Linked DNA regions of Mus musculus: regions 2, 3, 4 and 5 are each linked to region 1. A link is a contact called in public Hi-C, HiChIP or PLAC-seq and promoter capture Hi-C data. All regions are on one chromosome and are shown on one strand. Each heading gives the region's core, a stretch centred on a gene start, on an enhancer-like site or on the middle of the called end of the contact. The rest is flanking DNA. Distances are from core to core; before and after follow the strand shown.

What was found. Promoter capture Hi-C pulls out the DNA fragments that hold promoters and counts their contacts. A called contact is a pair of places that touch in the nucleus more often than the background predicts. HiChIP or PLAC-seq counts read pairs in DNA pulled down with a chosen protein or histone mark.
Region 2: a contact with region 1 is called in a promoter capture Hi-C map of hippocampal neurons, with 6 times the contacts expected there. The contact joins the enhancer-like site here to the promoter of Cdk1 in region 1. A contact is called at or near these places in 1 of 39 promoter capture datasets (hippocampal neurons), 7 of 484 Hi-C or Micro-C datasets (CD8 T cells, the G1E-ER4 cell line, the HPC-7 cell line and 4 more) and 4 of 115 datasets of contacts at active chromatin or transcription factors (embryonic stem cells, epiblast stem cells, large pre-B cells and 1 more).
Region 3: a contact with region 1 is called in an H3K4me3 HiChIP or PLAC-seq map of the 230-238 cell line, with 6 times the contacts expected there. The contact joins the enhancer-like site here to the promoter of Cdk1 in region 1. A contact is called at or near these places in 1 of 39 promoter capture datasets (hippocampal neurons), 1 of 484 Hi-C or Micro-C datasets (the G1E-ER4 cell line) and 7 of 115 datasets of contacts at active chromatin or transcription factors (the 230-238 cell line, the NIH/3T3 cell line, embryonic stem cells and 3 more).
Region 4: a promoter capture Hi-C map of pre-B cells shows a contact between it and region 1. The contact joins the promoter of Ccdc6 here to the promoter of Cdk1 in region 1. A contact is called at or near these places in 6 of 39 promoter capture datasets (the C10 cell line, cranial neural crest, hippocampal neurons and 3 more), 1 of 15 datasets of contacts at CTCF or cohesin (large pre-B cells), 9 of 484 Hi-C or Micro-C datasets (B cells, CD8 T cells, the G1E-ER4 cell line and 3 more) and 5 of 115 datasets of contacts at active chromatin or transcription factors (effector CD8 T cells, embryonic stem cells, forebrain and 2 more).
Region 5: a contact with region 1 is called in a Hi-C map of forebrain, with 6 times the contacts expected there. The contact joins the enhancer-like site here to the promoter of Cdk1 in region 1. A contact is called at or near these places in 1 of 39 promoter capture datasets (hippocampal neurons), 1 of 484 Hi-C or Micro-C datasets (forebrain) and 4 of 115 datasets of contacts at active chromatin or transcription factors (embryonic stem cells, extraembryonic endoderm stem cells and fetal liver).

The regions. Positions count from the first base shown.
Region 1 is chr10:69,350,237-69,354,910 of GRCm38.p6, reverse strand. Cdk1 (cyclin-dependent kinase 1) reads left to right here and starts at 1,999. Exons shown (of 8, transcript NM_007659.4): 1 at 1,999-2,075.
Region 2 is chr10:70,294,674-70,299,347 of GRCm38.p6, reverse strand. All of the region lies in intron 2 of Gm40687 (a long non-coding RNA gene), which reads right to left. Among named protein-coding and RNA genes, the nearest start is that of Gm33704, 3.6 kb to the right of the region's middle. Within about 2 kb of position 2,362, at least 37 of the 459 cell types and tissues checked have an H3K27ac peak or open chromatin away from gene starts, as enhancers often do. A contact at or near this core is called in cerebral cortex, cortical neurons and hippocampal neurons, where this site is marked.
Region 3 is chr10:70,195,584-70,200,257 of GRCm38.p6, reverse strand. No RefSeq gene overlaps it. Among named protein-coding and RNA genes, the nearest start is that of Mrln, 6.7 kb to the left of the region's middle. Within about 2 kb of position 2,432, at least 37 of the 459 cell types and tissues checked have an H3K27ac peak or open chromatin away from gene starts, as enhancers often do. A contact at or near this core is called in the 230-238 cell line, where this site is marked.
Region 4 is chr10:70,095,251-70,099,924 of GRCm38.p6, reverse strand. It overlaps Ccdc6 (coiled-coil domain containing 6), which reads right to left and starts at 2,804. Exons shown (of 9, transcript NM_001111121.1): 1 at 2,344-2,804. The coding sequence starts at 2,625. The region is part of intron 2 of Gm51771 (a long non-coding RNA gene); the gene reads left to right.
Region 5 is chr10:69,885,878-69,890,551 of GRCm38.p6, reverse strand. The region is part of intron 16 of Ank3 (ankyrin 3, epithelial); the gene reads right to left. Among named protein-coding and RNA genes, the nearest start is that of Gm33416, 22 kb to the right of the region's middle. Within about 2 kb of position 1,966, at least 105 of the 459 cell types and tissues checked have an H3K27ac peak or open chromatin away from gene starts, as enhancers often do. A contact at or near this core is called in forebrain, where this site is marked.

The DNA of each region.
Region 1 (4,674 bases), core at 750-3,249:
GGACTCCCTCAGAGCTGGGGTTACAGGCATTTACAAGGATGCTGGGTTTGTTTTGTTGGTGGAGGGATCTGAACTCCCATCTTCATGATTGTGCGCAAATGCTCTTAATGGCTGAGCCATCTCTCTGGTCCCACACCACACTGCTTCATTTTCTTGAGGAGTTGAGAATCTTTTCAAAGTGGAGCACAGCCTCTTTGAAGGATGTGGTCTGAGGGTGGTGGCAAGATAGAGCTTTTGGTGTTGACTTAGAGCCGATAAAACAGATGACATTTTGTTTGTTCATAGATTTGTGAAGGTTTGATTTCTAAGGAATATTTAACATTTAAAAAAAAGATTTATCTATTTGGTATACAGTATTCTACACACATGTATGCCTGCACACAAGAAGAGGGCAGCAGATCTCATTATAGATGGTTATAAGCCATCATGTGGTTGCTGGGAATTGAACTCAGGACCTCTAGGAAGAGCAGACAGTGCTCTTAACCTCTGAGCCATCTCTTCAGCCCAATATTTAACATTCTTATGTGGAGATATGTCAAAACATTTAGTGTGTTATCATTGTATACATAATGAATACATAAGTGTATAATCACAGAAACAGGCTGGCATTTTTTCTTTTCAGTTTTGAGGGTGTCTTTCAGTGTTTCATTGGTTCCTATCCTCTTGTCTTCTTAAGGTACTTTAAATGTGATCCTTCTGCTGGCTGCTAAAAACTCATTGAAAAAAACATAATCTGCAGGAACACGGGAGAGCTGGAAAATACATCAAGTTACCTGACACAGACATAGAGAGACAGACACTTCATGTTCTTTCTCATAGGCGGATCCTAGCATGTAATGTTCATATGTTAGTGTGTATATAAGGTTCCAACTAGAAAGGAAAGGCTGCCCGAGTGGGGGGGGGGATTAGAGTCATGGACATGGTGATAGGACACAGAGGGCTATGGGCTTGGGGGCGTGCAGTTACGAGGTGCGGGGACTAGGGTTACTGGGAGAAGGGATGAGAAGAATTAACACAGACCAATATTGTCTGAAAATTCCATAGTGAAACTTAATATTATATATATACATATATTAAAGGTGTGTGCCACAATCCTCAGATATATATATATATATATATGTATATATATATATACACACACATATATACACACACACACACATATATATACACACATACATATGTAAACTAATATATTATATATTAATATTATATATTATTTATATTATCCCAGCTTAATATAGAATTTTGAAAGGCATAATCATAAAGTAATTTTAAATGTTAGCAATAGCCAGGTGGTGGTGGCAGCACACGCCTTTAACCCCAGTACTCTGGAGGCAGAGGCAGGAGGATCTCTGTGAGTTCAAGGCCAGCCTGGTCTACAGAGCAAGTTCTAGGTCAGTCAAAATTACACCCAGAAACCTTGTCTCAAAACAAAACAAAATAAAAGTAAGAAACTCTTTTTTTTTTTTTTTTTTTTTTTTGGTTTTTCGAGACAGGGTTTCTCTGTATGTGTAGCCCTGGCTGTCCTGGAACTCACTCTGTAGACCAGGCTGGCCTCGAACTCAGAAATTTGCCCTGCCTTTGCCTCCCGAAAGCTGAGACTAAAGGTGTGTGCTACCACGCCCAGCTAATAACAAGCTCTTGATGTAGTGGTACTGTCACTTTGGTGGCTGGCTATCTAAATTCAATGCATTTGAATTGTGTTAGTCTTGGAGGGAAATTACACACAGAAAGGTAGCTGGAGAAAAAAGAGAATAGATTAGACTGTCCAGAAACAACAGGACGATATTGGAAGGAAAACAGAGCTCAAGAGTCAGTTGGCGCCCGCCCTCCTGCAATTCCTCTGGCCGCGGTTTCCGCTCCCTTTCGCGCTCTGCGCTCCCAGGCAGCCCCGCCCAAGCGTAGCTCAGCTCTGATTGGCTCCTTTGAACGTCTACGTGCAATCGGATTGGCGGATCCCGGGAGCTTTACCGCGGCGAGTTTGAAACTGCTGGCACTCGGCCTCTAAGCTCCTGGAGTTGCTGCGTCCGCGCAGTCCGGAACTGCGGTGTGGCCCCAGCCGGGACAGAGAGGTATGGCGTGAGTCGGACTGGGTGCAGGCTGGGCCTGCGGGGGCTCCACGGGATCTGGGGGTTCCCCCGGGGAAGGGCAGGACATCCATGTGAGCCTGGGGATCCCTTGTGGACGGGTAGGGCCTCCACGTGAGATCTTGGTCTCCTGTGGACGGGTAGGGCCTCACCTAAGTCCGGGATCCCTTATGGTCGGGCATGGCCTCCCTGAGCCCGGGGTCTGGGGTACCCTATGGATGAGCATGTCCTCATCTGAGGCCAGGGTCCCCTATGCAGGAGCATGGCCTACCTGAGCCTGGGGACACTATGGAGGAGCAGGGCTCACCGGAGCCTGGGATCCCTATGGGGGGGGGGGGCAGGGCTCACCCGATCCAGCGGTCCCTTATGGAAGGGCAAGGCTCACTTGAGCCCCGGGTCCTGCGGACGTGCAGGCCCCTACGCGAGCTCCAGGTTCCTGCAGACTGGATGGGCCTCGCTGGAGTGGGCCCGGGTGTGGGCGGGGTGCCAAGTTATGTCCCAGGCCCTGTTGGCTGCCAGTGTGGAGCTGGGCTGCACCAGGCCAGCTGCCTTCGGAGGCCTTAAGTCGGTACTGCCGGAGAAACAGACCCGTGGTCGTTTAAAAAGCTTATTCCTACCAAGGTGCAGAACCAAGAAAGTGTAGGATCGTTTATTTTTAGTTGCCTGTGCTAAGGCCACAGACTGTACCCAGGCAAAGAAGGAGAGAGAGGGAGAACCGCGGATGCCTTCGCGTCCTTGATCGTCTTAAAACATAAATACCGATGAAGGTTCTGATGTGCGGGCCACCATCGCCTGCCCCCAACTTGGATACACTGGGCAGCTTTTAACAGCAGGCCCGGGAGACTGGAAAATGTTGGAAGGAAATAAGCCCAGCTTTCAAGACATGTTAACTCTTTGCTGTCTGTGCAGAGGTGGTTGAAACGTTTAATGCTCTATAGTTATATTAAGTCTCTGTATTGAAGAAAGGGGGTTGGGGGGGGATGCGTTGAAATTTCCTAAACATAATCTCCATAGTTGAGAGTCAATCTTATGTGTCTGAGAATCCCCAGGGTTCAGTGGGATGCCTGGCAGGACCCTTGGACGGGTTTACATTTTCCTTCTGAATTTTTATCTGTTGAGCCGCTGCCTCCTTGTGCAGTGCCAAGAGCTGGGATTCCTGGCTGTGCCCCCACACCCCATGGAGTTGATTTTACTGTGGAAAGAGATCTGTAAGGAACAGCTCACGAGAGGTCAGCCATTCCTTGATGCTCATTCATAAGGATCTTGTCACCCGTGGCAGAGGGCTTTCAAGGAGAAGGCACACCTTTTTCCTACCATTCTTTGTGAGCCAAGAAATTGTTTCTCCCTTGTTCGTGATATTTTTCAAAGCATGATTAGCAAACACACTGTCTTAGCGTTGTTGGGATGAAACACCATGACCAAAGCAAAGGAACTTGGGAAGGAAAGGGTTTAGTTGTCTTGTACTTCCACGTCACAGTTCGGCCTCAGAGGAAGTCTGGACAGGAACCTGGAGGCAGGAGGCCATGGAGGGGGCTGCTTCCTGCCTTCTTTCACATAGCTTGCTCAGCCTGCTTTAAGAACACAGGACCCTATATGCCCACGGATGACCCCACCCACAACGGGCTGAGCCCGCCCCCATCAATCTCTAATTAAGAAACTGACCTAAAGACTTGCCTCCAGCCCCATCCTATGGGAGCATTTTCTTAACTGAGGTTCTCTCCTCTCAAGATGACTTCAGCTTGTGACAATGTGACCTGGCCTAAAGCTAGCCAGCACAGCACAACACCTTCCATTCTTTCTTCTAAGGTGCTTATGGACATTTCTTTCTCTTTGAGTACCTTGAGTGGGATTGTCTGTGGCTGCTTTTGGGAAGCATTCAATTGAATGATTTTTGTTTTTTGTTTATTTCCCCCGAGACAGGGTTTCTCTGTGTAGCCCTGGCTGTCCTGGAACTCACTTTGTAGACCTCGAACTCAGAAATCCGCCTGCCTCTGCCTCCCAAGTGCTGGGATTAATGGCATGTGCCACCACTGCCTGGAGAATTGAATGCTTATAAGGTAAACAGATGCTTTTATTAAAAACAACAACAACAACTGTTATTCCTAGTGGTTGGACTTTACAGTTGTACTTTGTTTCCTTTTGAAACAGTGTTGCAGCGAACGAGGCCACAGGTTGGCCTTGAACTTGTTCTTCCCTGTGCTAGGATTACATCGTGCACAACTTCCTTCTCGCAGACTCTTATTATTTTAAGAAAAACTAAAACAGTACACCATTTTAGTACGGTAGTAGTGTGCTGAAATTCAGCCCTGGGGATCAGGGCCTTTTGCTTTTTTTGGTAAATTTTGAGACATAGTGTCACTAAGTTGCTTTAGCTAGCTGTGTATCAGTCTCCACAGTGGCCGGCTTGACAGGCCTGCTTGCTTTGTGCATGTGAAGGGGCTAAGCCCTTGGCTGTGTAGAATATACAAACGCAGTGTCTGAGAAGGCTCAGAATGGCTCACTTGCAAGAACAGCTAAACCCTAACAAGACCATCTGACCATCTGGGATGACTGACGTTTGCCGGCTACGCGGGAGGCCCTGGAA
Region 2 (4,674 bases), core at 1,113-3,612, 940 kb before region 1:
CATACTTCAAGGGTTCAAGTTGTACCACATCAAGAGTTGTGCAGTGTTTAGCGGTCATAGATAGCACGCCCACATCCTGTTACTATCCCCTGTGGGAGTTTGAGATTTCCCCTTCAGCAGCAAGATTTTTAACCATAAATTGACCCAGGAAGGACTGGAGTGACACTGTTGTTTGTTTGTTTGTTTTGTTTTTTTAATGATCCCCAAAGGCATGTTTTTCTATTTCTTTCTTAAAATTCTCTGTCCCCCTCTGAGCCTCCCAGCTGACCATAGACACTTTCCTTAACCCTCTGGCTAAGATAGGTGTGTAGGACCTCACAGCCTTCCACATTGTGCTGTGAAGGATGTAGGGAGCATGATCGGGCCACCTCTCCATGAAAGGTCACCTCCATGTCTGTGTGTCTTAGGAGGGTGCTATTTGAAAGGGTAGCATGTGAAAACCCGGGAGATAGATGAGTATCTTTCTACATAGGGTCATGAAACAGGTCTTGGGAAAGGCTTTCTAGTATAGGTTAAGAGGACACAATTTAAAACAGATCTGCTTCTCCCCCACTCCCTGACCTGGCCACAGCCATACCTTCACCCCATCATTCAGCTTAGTACAACAGAGACCACCCAGCCTAGGTCAGATGGTTGTGAATGGTCACATGGGTGCTGGGAACCAACCCTGGGTCCTCTGAGAAGAGCGGCAAGTGGTCTTAACTGCCGGGCCATCCACCCTGCCCCATCTCCACCCGTTCCAGTGTCCTCTGTGAGGATGCCTTACTTGCCAGTGTTGAGTTCTGTGACTCACTGGCTGAGGCTGCCTCCGAGTCTGCTCCCGCACCAGGATGGGAACTTGCAAGTCCTGAGTTAGACATCTCAGCTCCCAACTTCTCTCCTGATGCCAGGACTAACAGAAGATCTTAGGTACTGTTCAGAAGCTCAATACCTTCTTCCCATAAACCTCTAGCCTCTGCCCCTCAGACATACGTACGTGTGTAGACGTATAGATGTGTAAAGCTACAGATGGTGCACAGACATCCGACCTCCTGAAGTGCCTCACGCTGACACACCCTCGCGGAGAAAGGACCAAATTCCGTCACTGGCTCCCATTGATGAACATCTCCCATAGAACCCACATAATGAGAACTTTTATGCTAAGGTTGGGATGTCAGGTAAAAGCTTAAATTGTTTCCCTACAAAATTGGACTTTAAAGGCTTTTGATGCCTTAACGGAAATGAAAAATACACTTAGGAACTCTAAGTGCTGGGGCCACCGGGTGGGAAGGACTTTGTATTTCTGAGGTACTCTATTTAGCAAGGCCTCCCAAAGCCACCGTGGCCATGGGGAAACTTCTGCTCTGGCAGCCATAAGCCTCAGTAAAAACTTGAAGCAAAGAGCAGACTCAGCTTCATGGGGTCATCTCTCCTGCAAGACCCGGCAAAGTCAGGGTCTGGGGCTGATTTTATTTCCAGTCTGAAATTGCAGGTGGCTTATGACTCAGGGGACAGGGGTGTGCAGCATACAGAAAAATCATTGAGGGAGAAGGAGGGGGCATGTGTTGCCCAGCTCTGTTGATGAAAACCACTGTTCCTGTCCCTTGTTGGAACATGATTGAGGAACCTTCTGTGTGTTCACACGTTGTCCCCATGCATAGAAGCCAGAGGAAAACTTGGGGTGTCATTACACAAGCGCCATCCATCCACCTTGTCTTCAGAGACAGGTCTCTCCTTGGCCCGGAACTCACCAAGTAAACTAGAGTGGCTGGCCAGCCAGTGGAATCGGCTTGTCTAAACCAACCCAGAGTTGGGACACCGATCCCCTGTGTGAGTTCTGTGGTTCAAACTCAGGCCCCCCAGCTGCAAGGCAAGTACTTGACTGACTGAGCCATCTCCCTAGCCCTCACACTCCTTCCTTGATACAGGGATTTCCAAGCATATAAGGCTTGGAATAAGACAATATTATTGTATTGTCAAGCATAGTAGGCTGCAACCAGCCTTATCAGACTTTATTATCTTTACATATTTGCTTATTTTTGTTGCTTGTTTGTTTTGGACTGGTCATGGCCAGAGCTAACTCCAATGGACAGACCACATACATTTAGGCTTAGGACAGGATTCTGTCTAAACGACAGAGGAGCAGCCTGGAATTTATGCTTCCTCTTTGTTCCGGCTGTAGTCACTACAGCGACTGAACTCTCCGCAGGCAGCTCGACCCCTAGGAGACGGTGCATATTCAGTAACAAATCTCATTTCCTCTCAGACTAAAGGCGATTACAAAAGCCAGCTGGTCCTTCCAGGCTGTTCTGCTAGGTGAGACCTAGATGCGGGAGGCCATTTTCGGATTTTTCACAAGTACCACAAGGTGGCGCAAGAGTACAGGGAATAACTCTTATGCATGCAGGGCTCGCCCTATGGAGAAGACCGAAGGCAAAGAAGCCCCCATCTCAGGTGGCTCGAAAAGAGGCCTGGGTAAGGCCTCAGCTCACTACGCATCTCCACCTATCCTCAGGAACCCAATGGCGCCTGTGTTCAGGAGCTCAAGGGTGCAAGTAAACTATGCCTGAGTCTTCAAGGAAGCTTTAAAGAGGGGTAAGGCTCAGCTTCCATGGCCAAGGCAGGGCTAACAGGCCAGGTAACTAATATAATTGCACCGGGAGCTGAGCCAGCTAATATGATTTTGGCACAACCTGCACACGTTAAAGGCTGGGAAGGTTGACAGAGGAGTGGGGGTGGGGCGGGAGTTGGGGGGCGGGGCACCAAATCCCCAGAAAGCTGGGAAGGGAGGGAGGGAGGGAGGGAGGGAGGGAGCGAGCCTTCCTCATAGGCCTGTGGGGAGGGGTCACCACATGTGGCCTCTCTGTGCTCTCTGGATTTTGAGATAGACTTTTAAAAAGTCAAAGTCTCTCATTAATCATCAATCTCATTAATTAGTCATATACTGATTACATGTTTAGCATTTTGTGCCTCTCAAGCAAGATGAAACAGCAAAATTAATTTCTCCTGTTTCTTTTCTTCTAAGAAAATGTCTCGCTGTATATTTGGTACATGTACCTTCTTCAGATGCTGCCATTCAATGGTGCTTGAGAAATACTGAAGTGCTTCTGGTCCACTGAGGAAAAATAGAGTCTTTAGTCCCTCGGCTCCCGTGTCCCGACTGCCTGCCTGAAGTCCTATCCAGTTAGGCTGGGGGCCTCTTGGTTCCCTGTGCCCATTCCAAGGTGCCCACAATGTCCTGGACCCCAAAGAGGTTGACATTCTTTTTATTGGGGGGGGGGGGTTCAAGACAGGGTTTCTCTGTATAGCCCTGGCTGTCCTGGAGCTCACTTTGTAGACCAGGCTGGCCTCGAACTCAGAAATCTGCCTGCCTTAACTCCCAAGTGCTGGAATTAAAGGCATGCGCCACCATGCCCTGCTGAGGTTGACATTCTTGGTGGTAGCAGCAGAGCCCTGAAGATAAATGTCAGGCTCTTGCTTGGGACGCCTTCCTTAACCTCCGAGGCTGCTGCAGAGGGAGTCGTCAGCTTTTCCTTGCTGGGATGAGATTCCTGAGAGAAATGATTTGGTAGCCTAACAGTTTCAGTGCCCTTGGCACCCTCCCTCAGACTACACAGGACACCCCTGGAGTGCACACTGCATTCTGGGACTCCACACAAAGCCCACCTCCAGTCCCAGCCTCTGCCTGGCACCTTGGACTCCTGGACTCTGCTAACCTCTCAAATTCAGAATGGCTTTCTCCAAGGAATACTGAGATGAGTGTCCTGGTCCTCGGGTTCCCCACCAGCAGCAACACCTTCAGGTTAGGCTACAGAATGCAGAAACGGTAACGAGGATCCCAAAGCTCATTTTCACACACACACACACACACACACACACACACACACACACATGAACTTTTTATCTGACAATTAAATTATAATTGAGCATCCTAGATTTTATCTGGCAAGCAACATAACATGCTGCTGTAATGTTGTAAACCAAGAGCCGCTCCGACTTCTCTCCCTGACTCCCACCTACACAATCAGCACCTTTAACATTTTCTCCTATATGAGATCCATATGCACCTGTGAAGAATATTCAAGGGGCTGGAGAGATGGCTCAGTGGTTAAGAGCACAGACTGCTCTTCCAAAGGTCCTGAGTTCAATTCCCAGCAACCACAGGGTGGCTCACAGCTGTCTACGATGGGATCCGATGCCCTCTTTTGGTGTGTCTGAGGACAGCAAGAGTATGCTCACGTACATAAAATAAATAAATAATTTTAAAGAAATATTCAAATGGTCAGAAGAAAATGAAGGGTAAGATTTCTCCTACAAGACGCAACCATTCCTTTAGTTTTCGTCTATATCATCCCCAAAACCAAAATGCATAAGTATGTGTATGTATTGCCACAATCCCTGCCCTGGAAGAGACACCAACAGCGTCTACCCCTTCTCCTAAGGTCCTGATGACAAACTGAAGTACAAGTTCATCATAGTTCCCCAGGGAGAAACAGTGAGTTTATGGCACTTACAGGATGTCTTTCTTAGGGTTTCTATGGCTGTGGGGAGATGCCATGACCAAGGCAACTCTTATAAAGGACAACATTTCATTGAGGCTGGCTTATGGGTTCAGAGGTTCAGTCTATTGCTGGCATGGGAGGAAGCATGGTAGCTTGCAGGCAGACCTGGTGCTGGAGAAGGGGGCTGAGAGTT
Region 3 (4,674 bases), core at 1,183-3,682, 840 kb before region 1:
AGCTGTCTTCAGACACACTAGAAGAGGGCATTGGATTCCCATTACAGATGGTTGTAAGCCACCATGTGGTTGCTGGGAACTGAATTCAGGGCCTCTGGAGGAGCAGTCAGTGTTCTTAACCACTGACTCATCTCTCGAGCCCCCAATAACATCTTTCAAAAGAATAGAAGGGAACTTTCTGGGCTCTTATTCGAAAGGTGAATATTGTCTAATCATGGAGGCTATGTCATGGGCACAGGCACGTGTCGTGGCTGGTCACACTGTGCCCACAATCAGGAAGCCAGGACTGATGCCCACTGGCATTTCACTTCCTCTTTTTTTTAAAAAAATCTTTTTTTAAAAAAAGATTTATTTATTGTTATATGTAAGTACACTGTAGCTGTCTTCAGACACCCCAGAAGAGGGCATCAGATCTCATTATGGATGGTTGTGAGCCACCATGTGGTTGCTGGGATTTGAACTCAGGACTTTCAGAAGAGCAGTCAGTGCCATCTCTCCAGCCCTCACTTCCTCTTTTTAACTCAGTTCATGCCCTCAGCCTGCAGAACCCTGCCAGTTTTATTTAAGATAGGTCTCCTCTCTTCAGTTAAATCCTTCTGGAATCACCCCGACAGACACACCCAGAAGCTTGTTTCCATGGCAACTCTAGATCCTACCAACAGCGAGAGTTTCCAAGTGTTGAGATTATAGGTGTGCACCATGGTACCCAGTAGAAAAAGACAGAAAAAGTCTTAAAAAGTGCTACTATTAATCTCATCTGCAATATGTATGTATATATATGTGTGTATGTGTATGTATGTATATATATATATATATATATATATGTATGTGTGTATATATATATAAAATACGTATACACACACACACATACACACACAGTCCTCAGCTCCAGTCTGGCAGAGTGTTACTTGGGGGTGACGCACATATCCTTGCGCAGCCTGGAGGAGAAGACAAAAAAAGATTCAGGGTGGCTACATTACTCATCCAAAGATGAGTATCAAGGATCAGTGTTAGAGGTCACGTGCGCCTTTGGTTTTGGACCAGGACAAGGGACTGAGGTGCATTCTTCTTAACATACTAAAGCAGATCTGGCCTGTAGATTCTCCCAGCATCCCTCACTCCCTACCTGGTATTCCCTGCTCCCAACCCTGAACTTTCCAACCATGGGGCTGGGCTACCCTTCCCCCTAGAGGCTCCTCCCTGTATAATCCAGACATTCTGATCTTTTCCTCCTCCTCTCTCCTCTTCTCTTCAACCCCTTTCTTTCTCTCCTCTATTCCCTGTCCCCATGGCGACTCCGTTGGCCTCAGTCCTTGAGGCCAGAAAGGGCGTTCAAGAACAGTTGCCCAATAAACTTGCCTTTAATATAATCTAATCTGGCTTGAATTGGCTTACTTCACCGGCAGAGAAATAACCTATCAGCTCTGGTAGCAGACCTTCTGGTCACAAGGCCACGTTCTGAAGCCTGGGCTCTCAGAATACACAGGTGTGCCTGTGGCAAAAGCATACATCTTGATAAGATAGAAGGGGGAAAGGGGAGGCAGGGAGGCAGGGAGCCAAACGAGCTGTGTATTCGGTGTTTCTTGAAAAGATTACTGAGGATATACCAGTTCCTGCTGAAATCAAAGTCTCAAAAACCTGACTCAGTGCCCAGACTGAATGGAAGGCACTTGCCTTTAGACACACAACTAGGCCAGTCCAAGCTTGATGAGAAATCCATGGATTCTCCAAAAACAGACAAAATGTAACTCAGGGCCCAGGCTCATACACATTCCAGGTCAAGCCTGGGACCCCCCTCCCCTGCTCTAGTCTCAGAAGGAGCAGGGGAGGTGGCTCTCTGTAGAAAGTGGCCTGATAATATAAATGAATAGCCTTTGCTCTCTCTGAATGGCAGTGAAACCTGTTTGCCCACAGAGGACCTTATTGCCGATTAAAACAACCGTTATTTTTCCTGAAGCACACACAGTCTAGCATAAAAACCATGTTTACTTAACTGTTGGACAGGCGCATCTGCTCCTTCCGGCTTGGGCTGTTTGACTTGCCCTTCCTTTAAAACAGTACTGAGGTGCTGGGTGGAGCAAGGTTCTAAAAGCAAGGAAAACCAAGGACTTTTCTTCAGATGGTGAGGCAGAGAATGTGACCCAAGAATTCGGCTGGGTACTTTGAGAACCCAAAGAAATCTTCCCTCTGATGTGTCAGGCGTGAAAACCAAAGCCCAACACAGTCTGCCCCTGTGGACATTGAGAATGGCAGAGACTGGGGGGGGGGGGAGTGTCAGAGGGGGTGTCTCTGTATCTCAGAGTTCTCTGGCTTTCAGTTAGCTAAGCCATTGGGTTCAAGGACCAAAATGAAAGGTCACTTGATCCACACAGAACAGGGGGCTCAGGGTGTCAGAGATGTCCTGCCATGAGCTGGGGGAAGTAGTCCATTGGGGACAGTGCTTCCTGTTTTGAGTATTAAGGAACTGAGCTTGGAGTCCCCAAACACAGAACAGTGTGTCTGTCTGTGTGACTCCAATATTCCACTGTAAAGATGCAAGGCAGGGAAGAGATCCGTGAGCGCTCCCAAGAAAACTAGCTAGGATACAGAGTGGAGGGGAAATCAATAAGACCTTGTTTCAAACAAGATGGAAGGGGAGGATTAACATCCAAGGTTGTTCCTGGGCCTCTGCACACAAGGGGATAGGGTTGATTTAAAGGAACATGCTGCTGACATAATGTGACCAGTTAGCAAACATTTGATGTACTGCCCTAGGGTTGCTAGCAAGAAGGTGGAAGATACTACAAGTATCTGATGCAGCCAGCAGGACACCAAGTGTACCTCAGAGCCACAACATCAGAGGGCCGACCCCTCACCCTGCATCTCACCCAGACTTGTTTTCTTGTGGGGTTTATTTTGCTCATGAAATGGCTAAGATCACATGTTTCTGGAACTGTACCTGAGAGAGACATTTCCCACAGGGTCCTGAGACTCCCAAGGGAGTGCCAGTTTGCTGTGTGTCGCCTGTCACTTTCATTTCTGGCTTGCTCCTGGCCCGGAGCTGTGCTTGGGTGATGTGAGCTTCCCACATAAACCACTGCCTCCACCTGGCAGTGTCCAGAGAGAATCACCAAGCACCAAGGGTTACTGCATGTCCAGACTTCGTAACACCACGGTGTCCCTCGGTCATCTGTGAAGTTTATGCTTGAGAACAGCACGGTGAAGACACAAACCAACCAGCCACTCCCCCAGATGCAAAAACATCAAGCTCAAAGAAGTTTTAAGATTTTTTCTATTGGGCTGCACTCAGGGCCTTTCTCAGGCTCCTGCGGTCACATGTGGACGGTGGGCCAAGAGACGGACATGCTTGCTGGACAGTGGAGCCTCTACTGACCTCAGGCCAGATGTTCTGGGCAAAGCTCATGAGAGCCAACAGCTGACATCCAGGAACACAGTGATCTGGTTGTAGAACACAGACACTTAAAAACGAAATTATATGGGGCTGGAGAGATGGCTCAGCGGTTAAGAGCAGTGAGTGCTCTTCCAAAGGTCCTGAGTTCAAATCCCAGCAACCACATGGTGGCTCATGGCTATCTATAATAGGATCTGATGCCCTCTTCTAGTGTGTGTCTGAAGACAGCTACAGTGAGCGTACTTAGATGTAATAATTAATAAATCTTTAGACCTGAGCAAGTGGGGTTGACCGGAGTGAGCAGAGGTCCTGAATTCAATTCCCAGCAACCACATGATGGTTCATAACCATCTGTAGAGCTACAGTGTACTCATATACATAAAATAAATAAATCTTTAAAAATTAAAGGACAAAAATCACATACAAAATGAAGATGATCCTCAAACACAACACTTTTTAAAAAATTTATTCTTTTATTTTCTTTGAGACGGCGTCTCCTCTATTCCAGGCTGGCCTTTCATACACCAAGTACTGACCTTCTTGCCCGTCTCACCTTCTAGTGCTGGAACTGCAGGCAAGCACCACCACTTCTGGTTTGGGGGTGTGGGGAGAACCCAAGGCTGTGGGCACGCTAGATAAGTGCTCTACCCCTAAACTACGTCCCCAGCGTCTGTCTCTTCTCCTGTTCACCAGGATATTGATAGCGTAGGCAGCCACACGGTAAATAAAACGATGGAACGTGCAGCTTGAAGTCTCTCCTGAATTACACAGAAGAAACTGGCAGGCCATACAAATCAGGGCTGTTCTTACAGAGGTAACACGGAGATGGGGGTGGGGGTGGGGTGTCTCCCTGCACAGCCCTGGCTGGCCTGGAACTCACAGATGATCCTTTTGTCACTGCCTCCCTCTAGTGCTGGGATTAAAGGTATGCACCAGGAAACTCTGGAGAACCAGGACTTTTAAACAAGCTGGAGTTAGGATTTCTATAGAGCTGGACTCGTCTCCGTTCAGCCTTCTAAACCAAGAGACCCCATCTTGTAGACACATGGAACACATTAGACCAGTGGTTTTCAACCTTGCTAGTGCTAAAACACTTAAATTCAGTTCATGATGTGGTGACCTGTACTTTCTGATGGTTTTAGGCAACCCCTATGAAAGGGTTGCTGACCTCTGAAGGGGCTGCAGCCCATAGAACAGCTAACAGAACCCAGGAACACTGGTCCTACTTTGTAACTTGAGGTTCATTTATCAAGGTCCCCAGGGTACATTTTTCTTATTATCTG
Region 4 (4,674 bases), core at 1,555-4,054, 740 kb before region 1:
CCTGCATGAGCTACCTAACCCTTGTCAGAGTCTTCCCAGTCAGGTGTGTCAGGCAGCGCACGGCTGGACGCTGGAGTGGACTCTCCTGGCTTAAGCCAATTCAGAGGGGGGACCCTGCCCCCAAATCTACATCTCAGGTGAACAGCTACATCTCAGGTGAACAGCCTCCTCAATCTCTTTCCTGCCCCTGACAATTAGCCCCTTAAACCCCTGCCAAGAGTGAGGTACTCAGGTGGGCCATGTGCTCTTTTATCTCCTTGAATACATTAGGGGAGAGAGAGAGAGAGAGAGAGAGAGAGAGAGAGAGAGAGAGAGGGAGAGGGAGAGGGAGAGGGAGACGGAGAGAGGGAGAGAGGGAGAGAGGGAGAGAGAAAGAAAGAAAACGAACTTTGAGGCCTGCCCCACACTTGCAAGTGGTCAGCTTGAATGACTTAACAACTTTACTGGCTAGGACTACAGAACAACTTCCTAGCACCATGGCTCTGACTGTAAGTTAGTGGTCGGTCACTGAGAGTGAGAGCCAAAGAACCAAAGCTTCCCCCACCTCATCCACTGTTAAGTACTCAGGAGGTGTCTGGCTTTGCTTGCCACTGACGAACATGCTTGTCCCTGCAAGGCCAGTTTGTCCCTGCAAGGCCAGTGTGTCTGTGTACAAGTAACAGACCTGCTTATGGGTCAGCAGGTCAAACAGATAACCTTTCATTGTGTTTCCTGTCTCCACACAAACAGCAGCCTGACCTGCTGCTCGGGCAAACAAGAGGCCAGAGAGGTGGTACCCCCTCCTCCTGTAAGTTCTGCTCCCTTCCGTGGTTCCAGCTCTGCAAGCGACCAACGCTGTCCTTTACGGCACATTTTAAATAGCGTTCCTGTGCATCAGATTTTAAATAAACAACAACCTCCAACTGTCCTGTCCCTCTGTTCTTCAACAGCAACTCTGCAGAGTCCTTTCTTAGCCCAGAAAAGGCTTACATGGTTACCTCCACAAACGGCTTTCCTTTACTATCAAAAGGCCAATCCAGTAACTTGCTGCCTGGAGATGTACTCGCATAGAACGGGACTGGTTAAGAGCAAGTAAGATGCTTTTCTGCAAGACCAACTGCTATTTAGGTTGCAAATCACACTGCCTCTCTAGTGGAGACTGAGACCGGCTAGCTACACAAACCAAGGCAGCCATATAGAAGCCACAGGGCACACACACACACACATATCACTTTTTCTTGGCACAAGGGCAGCTTAAATTTGTCCCGTTCTCGTCTCCAGGATATGATCCCTGACCCACCACCAAATCTCTTTTTCTCCACTGGAAGGGTTTCATCTAATCAGCTGTGTGCAAGCGGCTCTGGCAATTTATCCTCCTTGATTCCTTGACATTTTCTTTCCGTGCTGCTGGCTGGGAAACTGTTTTGATCTGAATAGGGTTGTCTGTGGGGGATTCTGCATGTTAATGATGTAGAGTTGGCAAGGATGGGAGGTGAGAGCACAACGCGTACTTTTTCTAGTTACGTTTCGCCTCATCACCGCTACGGGGGCCTTTCCACTCGGCTACACCAGGAGGCTGATCTCAGACTAATCTTACCCTCTTCCAGGGGAGCCTCGAGGGGCCAGGTAGAAACAGAACAGATGGCCTGTGTTCCCGTCAAGTACCTAGACTCACAGGCAAGTACTCCTAAGACTCTCGAACCAATGAAGGAGACGCACGTACATCCTTGCTCAGCCAGGCAGTCCCAGCGGCCACCCTCCATCCTGGTTTCAAGCTCCAACCCTGTCCCAGCCAGCGCCAGACGTTACACTCCCCACTACTCTGTACCCGCCCACCCTCCGGGCCCAAAAGGACAGTGATTCCGAACGGGGTGCTGGTGTAGCCTCAGTGCCCGCCCTTCCCTTTCCATCCTGGCCAGAAAACTCCACTTCCCGGATTCCGGGCCACTCTCTCCCTCCCCCAGCGCCGGCGATCCAGCAAAGCGCCGTCCTCCTGCCAACTGGGGACCCAGCCCAGTGGCACACCCCGTCTCCCCAACTAACCCCTGGACAGACCCCAGCTTCGTCCACTCACGGGGGCTCCGGAGAGGGTGTCCCTCTATTCGGAGCCTTCAGGCACCCTAGGGTTGAGAAAGTCCCACCCCGCCCCCCCCCCAGCCACGCCGCCAGCCTCTAGCCCTGGCTCGGAGGGACCTCCACCCTAGGCGACGAGGGGACGTTGGGGAGTCTCCCTAGGCACCTCCAACACCTCAAGGGAGGGAGGGCGCTCGTGGCCCCAAGGCCCGCTCTCTGTGCCCGCAGGCCCGCAACCCCGCACGGGGGCGCGCACTCGGGGGTCCCCCCTGGTCCGCGGGGTGCACTCACGATGGTCACGCTGGCTTTGCGCAGGTCGCGGTTCTCCTCCTGCAGCGCCTTGCACTTGAGTTTGTAGGTCTCCAGCTCTATCTTGAGCACCTTGTTCTCCTGCTGCAGCGAGGCCAGGCGGTTGGTGAGCTCCTCCAGGCGGAACGGCGAGATGACAATGCCCCCCGACTTCCCGCCGCCGCCCCCGCCGCTGCCGCCCGAGGTCGCCGAGCAGGACGACTGCATGGCTGCCGGGCCGCCGCCCGCCGCGTCCGTGTCGCTCTCGCTCGCGCTGTCCGCCATGGCTGGGCGAGTGGGCGCGGGGAGCCGGGCGCCGAGGGCCGGGCGCGCGGCGAGTGGGCGCGCGGCGAGTGGGCGCGGGGCCGGGCGCGCGGCGGCGGCGGGGGAGCTGGGGAGCGGGGGAGCTCAGAGCGCGGCGCGGGCGGGCGGCAGGGCGCAGACGCGCGGCGGCGGCGGCGGAGAAAGAGAGGGCGCTTCCCGCGGCCGCGCGAGCTGCTCCGCCAGGGAACAGAGACCCCGCCCGGACTCGGGCAGTACTGCAGCGCCGGGACTCTGGCGCGCTCCGCGGGGCCGTCCCCGCAAAGCCCCAGCCCCAGCGCTCTCCTAGCAGCTGCACACAGACGCTCGAGCCCCCGCCGCCTCCCCGCGCACGTGCTCCCGCCCCGGAGGGTCCCCTGCGTCCCCGGGCCCCAGCCCCCCAACACACACACATACACCGCCGCGCCGCGCCGCCTCTTCCGGAGAAAGGCGGACCCCACGCAGCGCCAGCCCCGCAGGTGCCGGGACACGTGGGAGGGGCAGCCGGGCTCCTTGGGCCACCCCACCCTCCCACCCCCGCTCAGCTGGAGCCTGGCACCTTGGATCGGCGCCGGCGCGCGTGGATCTCCCCCAGGGTGCCCCGTGCAGACCGCGCTTGGGGCTGGGAACAGAAAGTTGCACTGCAGTGGGTCGAAAAAGAAGAGTATCTGTGTGTCTGTCTGTGTGTCTGTGTATCTATTTCTCTCCCTCTCTGTGTGTCTGTCTGTGTTGTGGCATGTCGGCAGCCACAGGTTAGCCTAGCTTGCCACAAGGCCCCGGTGCGTCCAGTTGTTTGAACCAGGCGCCACCCACCTTTTTCTCTTTACCTCCTGCAAAGACTCTGCACCGGTCACGGGGATAGGATTAAGAAACCAAGATTTGTCTAGTTAAAGAAACGGGAGCTTTATTTAATTTTTTTTTTTTTTTAATCTCAGAAGGGTTGAAACAAACTTCAAGTACCAATTTTCCAAAGTAACTGCAGGCACAATGCTAAACAAATAACCACGATTAAGTGAGGGGAACTGTATAACCATTATTATCCGCTGCTCTCCAACTCCTACAAAACTCCAGGAGCTAAAAAATAAAACCGTAATTACTACTGTAGAGAGCCCAGCTTCAAAGAATCAGAAATTCAAATACTGTTAGGCCCCTCCCTCTTAGGAGAGCTTGCTTGTAGGAAACAGGCCTAGCAGGTGAGAAGGGTCTAAACACTTCACCTCCTGATACAAAACAGCTTTCGTTTCTGGGGGAAAAAATGGAAAGTGAAACTAACCAGGCGGGCTTTATTATCCAAGTTTAGTCGACGGAAGAACAAACTCATGGAAACAAAATGCAAAATAAAGGGGTGCGGGATGAAAAGTGTTTTCTGGCTGTCAACTGTTTTATAGTTTTATAAAGCGCTTAGCCATGACTACATGGCTTTCCTGGCTCATAACCTTGTCTTTAAACCAAATTGGATCCAGTGGTTAGACATGTTTCGTCCCCACTGCTAAATAGGAACTGGTCTCACCTCGGAATAACTCTTAACCTGCCAGGGGTGAAACCTTGACCTCAGGTTTACCAAGATGGCTGCCTCTAGTCAACAACCCAGACATGCTAACTTCGGTGAGCCCTCCCACCCCCCAAGACGTCTCCTAGGTAGGCTTGAGTTTAGAGCTAGGAACACAGTCGGTGAAGCAAAATGTAACAATAAAAGTTAAAAATCCAGGGGAGTGCAGGAGAGCCTTTGGCTTTGCTCTCCAGCAGCAGAGCACCAGTGTAAATAATCCTCTGCTGAGGGAGCCACTTTGTCACTGAAGTTTACTTGGCTCCTTGACTTTTGCCATGTTGGGTCTGGGACAGGAGACACTCGGCTCCTTCGGTTACAGGACGCTTCTGGAAAAGCAGCTCGCGGGGTGAGATGGATGGGGTAAGGGGAGCACTGCCCGGGACTGGGGTTTAACTGCATTCTTTCCGCTTTATTCAGGGCAGTCTGGGGTGGGCGTGGCTTCCATACTTCACAAGTTTCTATTGTTCTTTTCTCACCCCACCTCC
Region 5 (4,674 bases), core at 717-3,216, 540 kb before region 1:
GAGAGAAGTCCTTACCAGGAATCGTCTTTGTTTTTTACATTTATAAAGGACTATTCAGCTGAGCCCAGGTGTGGCGTTGCACGTGTGTAAGTGCAGCATTTGGAAAGACAAGGCCTGCCTGGGCTACATGGTGAGACCCGTCTCAAAAACAAAAGGCATCAATGAAAGAGAGAGAAGAGAAGGAAACAAAAAAAAAAGAAAAAAAAAAAGAAAAAGACCATGTGTTAGTCACTTCCCGTCCCCAACCAGGAAAGGGTTTGCTATCCTCTCAGACGTGACAATCTGCTGTCTTCTAACGTATCCCACAAATTCTAGGCCCTAAGGAACCATTTAAAATGCTCTAGCATCTCTACAATGTGTGTCATGCCAGACAAGATACACATTATTCTTTATGGTTCTCAACTATCCCAAGACTAAGACCCTGTGATACTGTTACTCATGTTGTGACACCCCCCCCCCCCAAAAACCATAAAATTATTTTCACTGCTACTTCGTGGCTGTAATTTTGCTACTGTTAGGAATCATAATATAAATATCTCACGTGTAGGATATCTGATGTGCGACCACCAGGGGTCGCTATCCACAGATTGAGACTCACAGCTTTTAAAGCTTATCCTGGTTCCATCGGAGGGACAAATTATAGTCTAAGGTAAGAGAACCAAGATTATTTCAGAGACTCCGAGGAAATCCTTTCAATAAGAGGCAAGGAATTTATCTGGAGCTTCCTAAACTCTGTTTTCAGGAAAGCAAAAGTGTGCTTGGTTCCTATCTCTCCTCAAGGAAGATGTACTAATTTGATAAACCAACCAGGGAGAGCCAATTATAGAATAATCCTTTAAAGTGTTTTTATCTTCTCAAAAAATATTTTAATTATGTGTATGTGTGAGCGCAGGTGCCCACAAAGACCAGAAGCTGTTCTTAAATCTGTTGGATCTTGAGTTATGAGGGCTTTGAGCTTCCTGGTGTGGTTGCTGGGACCCAAACTCTGGCCTCTGTAAGAGCAGTATACTTTGAACCACTGAGGCATCTCTGCAGCCCAATCAAAGCATGATCTTACATCTTTACTGCCTCACACTCTAAAACAAAGTATTTGTTTTTATTTTATGTGTATCAGTGTCTCCCTGCATGTATGGGTACCATGTATGTGCCTTGTGTGCCCAGAGGGCAGAAAAGAGCATTGATCCCTGAAACTGGAGTTGTAGATGGTTGTTAGCTATTATGTGGGTCCTGGGAATTGAGCCCAGGTCCTCTGCAAGAGTACAAGATACTCCTGACTGCTACACCATCTCTCAAATCTCACTTCCCGAGATTCTTGCTGAAGACGATATCTGTCACGTGAACCTATGCGAGTCACACTACAAACAATTATCAAAAGCAATAGATGGTATTTAAAACCCTACTGATAGTCCCCCACCATGCCCCCACCCCACAGATACGTAAAGTAAGAAGTATGACCAGTTACTACAGGCTCAAGTGTTGCTTTCTAATTAGCCTCTCAATTCTGCCAGCAACCAAGCCAGGCTTCTTTCTAGCATAGCTTCCTGTCTCTGGAGGCAGATTAGGTAAAAAATAGATCTTAGCATCCCATTATCCCTTAGCATATGTACTTTTTAGCATCCCAGTCACCTAAAGTCGCGCATCATGTTTCTAGGAAGTGTATAAGGTACCAGCGATTTTGAAAAGGGGGTGAAGAAGAAGGGTGTGCATAGAGGGAGCAGCTGGGGTGTTAATGGCACCCTATGAAACTCTGTCTACTGGCATTCAGAATCTGAACTTGCACTTGCGGGGGTGAAAATGGTAGATGATGTATGTATTCCTTTTATTGAAAGAAAACCGTGCCCAACTGAAAACTACATTTCCCAGCATCTCTTGCGTCAAAAGTAGCCAATGAGAAAGATCAGAAGTGGGTGGGGCTTCTGGGGAAGATCTGCAGTCCTGTGACCTTCCTGTTACTTTAAAAGAGGCAGAAGTGAGCTTTGTGTTTACTCCCTTAGTGCTGGAAAGAATTCAGCTGTTGAAAGCACTGTGTGGAGGATTGTTCCCCTAGCAGATAAGCCAGTCTGTCACTGAGATAACTGGTCTTTGATAACAAGTCTCTGGCTTGCAGTGCTTCAGGGACATCGGGACATAAACACTGGCCCAAGCAATGTGCCGCGATACCGAAGATCAATGTCCCATTAGAAAAGTTGATGCTTAATTGACTGTGGCCCCAGGTCAATGGAACATAACAGAGTTATTATTTACTGGTCCTGCTCTCTGACTACTGAGCAGTGAGTTTGTAAATTTGGAAACATTCATTCTAAACTTTGATAGATGCAAAGCTGGATATTGACTACTTATTTTATCATTTTATTTTTATTTTTATTTTATTTTACTGAAGTAGGGTCTTGGGTCCCTTATGCTCCAGGAAGGGGATGGAGGATAAGGAAGAGTCCTGGGTAAGTGACTAGCCAAAGTTCTTCTATACATGTATAGAAACTTCACAGTTGTTGAAAACACAGGCCTGTACTTTTAGGACAGAGTCCATAAAGCTTCCTGCTGTCCCTAAAAGGTAAGAAAAAGGCAGGTCTTTCTTTGTTCTTAGGACTGGAGAGTTACTGGGGAAACTGACCTGAAGAAGCCACTCTAGCCTCCCCTCACCATCCTTCTCATGCCCCCCCCTCACCCGCCCCAGCTTCTTCCTTCCCTCTAAGGCCCCATCGTGTTTAGCTCTCCATTTATGGTCCTACCCGTATCTAATTCTCTCCTTCCCACCTTGGGTTCCAATCGCTCTTGTTCTCTAACCTCATTGGAGGGAATTATGGATTCCTGCTCAGCTCGCTCTCTTCTGTTTATCATGGATGACAGCACCACTACTAGTTATTCTGGTTATTCTGTATAATGTATGTATAATAAAATCACAGTAAAAAGCCATCCCTTCCAGTCAGGCATGGTGGAGCATGCCTTAAGTCCCGGTACTCTACAGAGTGAGTTCCAGGCCAGCTAGAGTGAGACACAGTGAGACCCTGCCTCCAAACAAGGGCAAGGAGGAGAAGGAGAAGGAGGAGGAGCGGCAGCGGCAGCAACAATAACAACAACAATAACAACAAAACAAAAACAAAACAAACAAACCAACCAAAGTCCCTTTCTTTTCAAGACTGAACCATCCCCCAAGCACATATACAGCCTACATTTTACTTATGCATAATTGATGGATACTGGACTGCCTCACTCTTTTGCTGTCGACTAATGGTTCTATGCCTTAATTTTTTTTCTTCTTATAAAGTTGTCGTTTGTTTTTGACTAAGAATCGAGTTGTGCGAGGAGAATTCTGAGTGGTTCTGATAAAACTCTAAGAAAACGAGAGAAGAGTCTTGTGACCTCAGTGTCTTCAGAAACAGAATTGTTCTTGGAAGGGGCTTTTGTGCCCCTCCCAGGTGTAGTAGATCAGAGTTAAGTCAGATTATTCATTAAAACTGTTTATTGTTATTTCTTTATATGTCACTATGGAAAAATGGGATTTTGCCATATGATGCTTATCCACCACAGGCAACTTATCCTTGTGATTGGAGACTTGACTCACGTGACTCTGAACCCTCAGAATGTAAATTGTCTGATGCGCTGAATAAAACTGGCTATTAGAGACTTTAGTCTGACTTAGTTTTAAGCTCCACTCTCTAAGGTTCACACTGCCAATTCTATCAAGAAAAAGTTGGGTTTTTGTTTGTTCTGTTTTTATTTATTTATTTATTTATTTATTTATTTATTTTGCAAAGGTATAGCTAAGAAAGCTTTCTTTATGGCTAAGCCAACACCAAGGTTGATACTCTGGGGAAAAGTATTTAGAATTTCATTTTTGACCAGATTTCACTGTGTAGAGCAAATGACTTAAAATTTTGGTTAGGAGATTCTGAGGATAAGCCTGAACCTGTGGGAGAGGAGAGGGACAATCAGGTAAAGACATTGGGTGCCAAACCTATGGTTCTGGAATCTTCGTGATGGGAGGAGAGAACCAACTTCTGCAAAATTTCTTCTGACCCCCAAATCTACACAAACAAATACAAACAACAACAACAACAACAACAACAACAAATCCCACTACAGCAACGGCAACATCTTCTCTCATGGAGGAAGTTTCCAGAACATTCTCTTTTACAGTACTGCTACCTAGAACAGGCCAGGCTCATTGACCTGCGATGTGATGAACTTGACACAACCCTAAAGAACACTCAAGGCACAGTTCAAAAGCATTAGGGACACCAAAGAGTCCTTGAACCAATAAAACACATTAAAAGAATCAGATAAAACGTTTAGGTTCTGGTTTGTACTGGTTCGGTGTTGTGTCACAGCCGCCCGCTCGGCAAGCAGGTGTCTTTAAGGAGGCTGCATTATGACATGCCAGGTCAGAATAGTGGGGCGACATGAGGATTGCATGCACTATACTTTGTGTTTATTTCTCAGAAATCTAAGAGGTCCACTGGTCAAAAATTCCCCAATAACAAAAATAACATAACAGTCCCCTTAATAGTAATAGAAACTCACACAGGGAACTCTTTAGGAGTTCTGTGGAACACAAAGCTCGTGCAGGCAGTGTTTTTCTGAGGGAAAAGCAATCAGTGTGTGCTTGTATAAATGTTGATAAATCAGGGCTTTTCTGCGTGTGTGCGCATGCGTGTATATGTTGTATACACATAC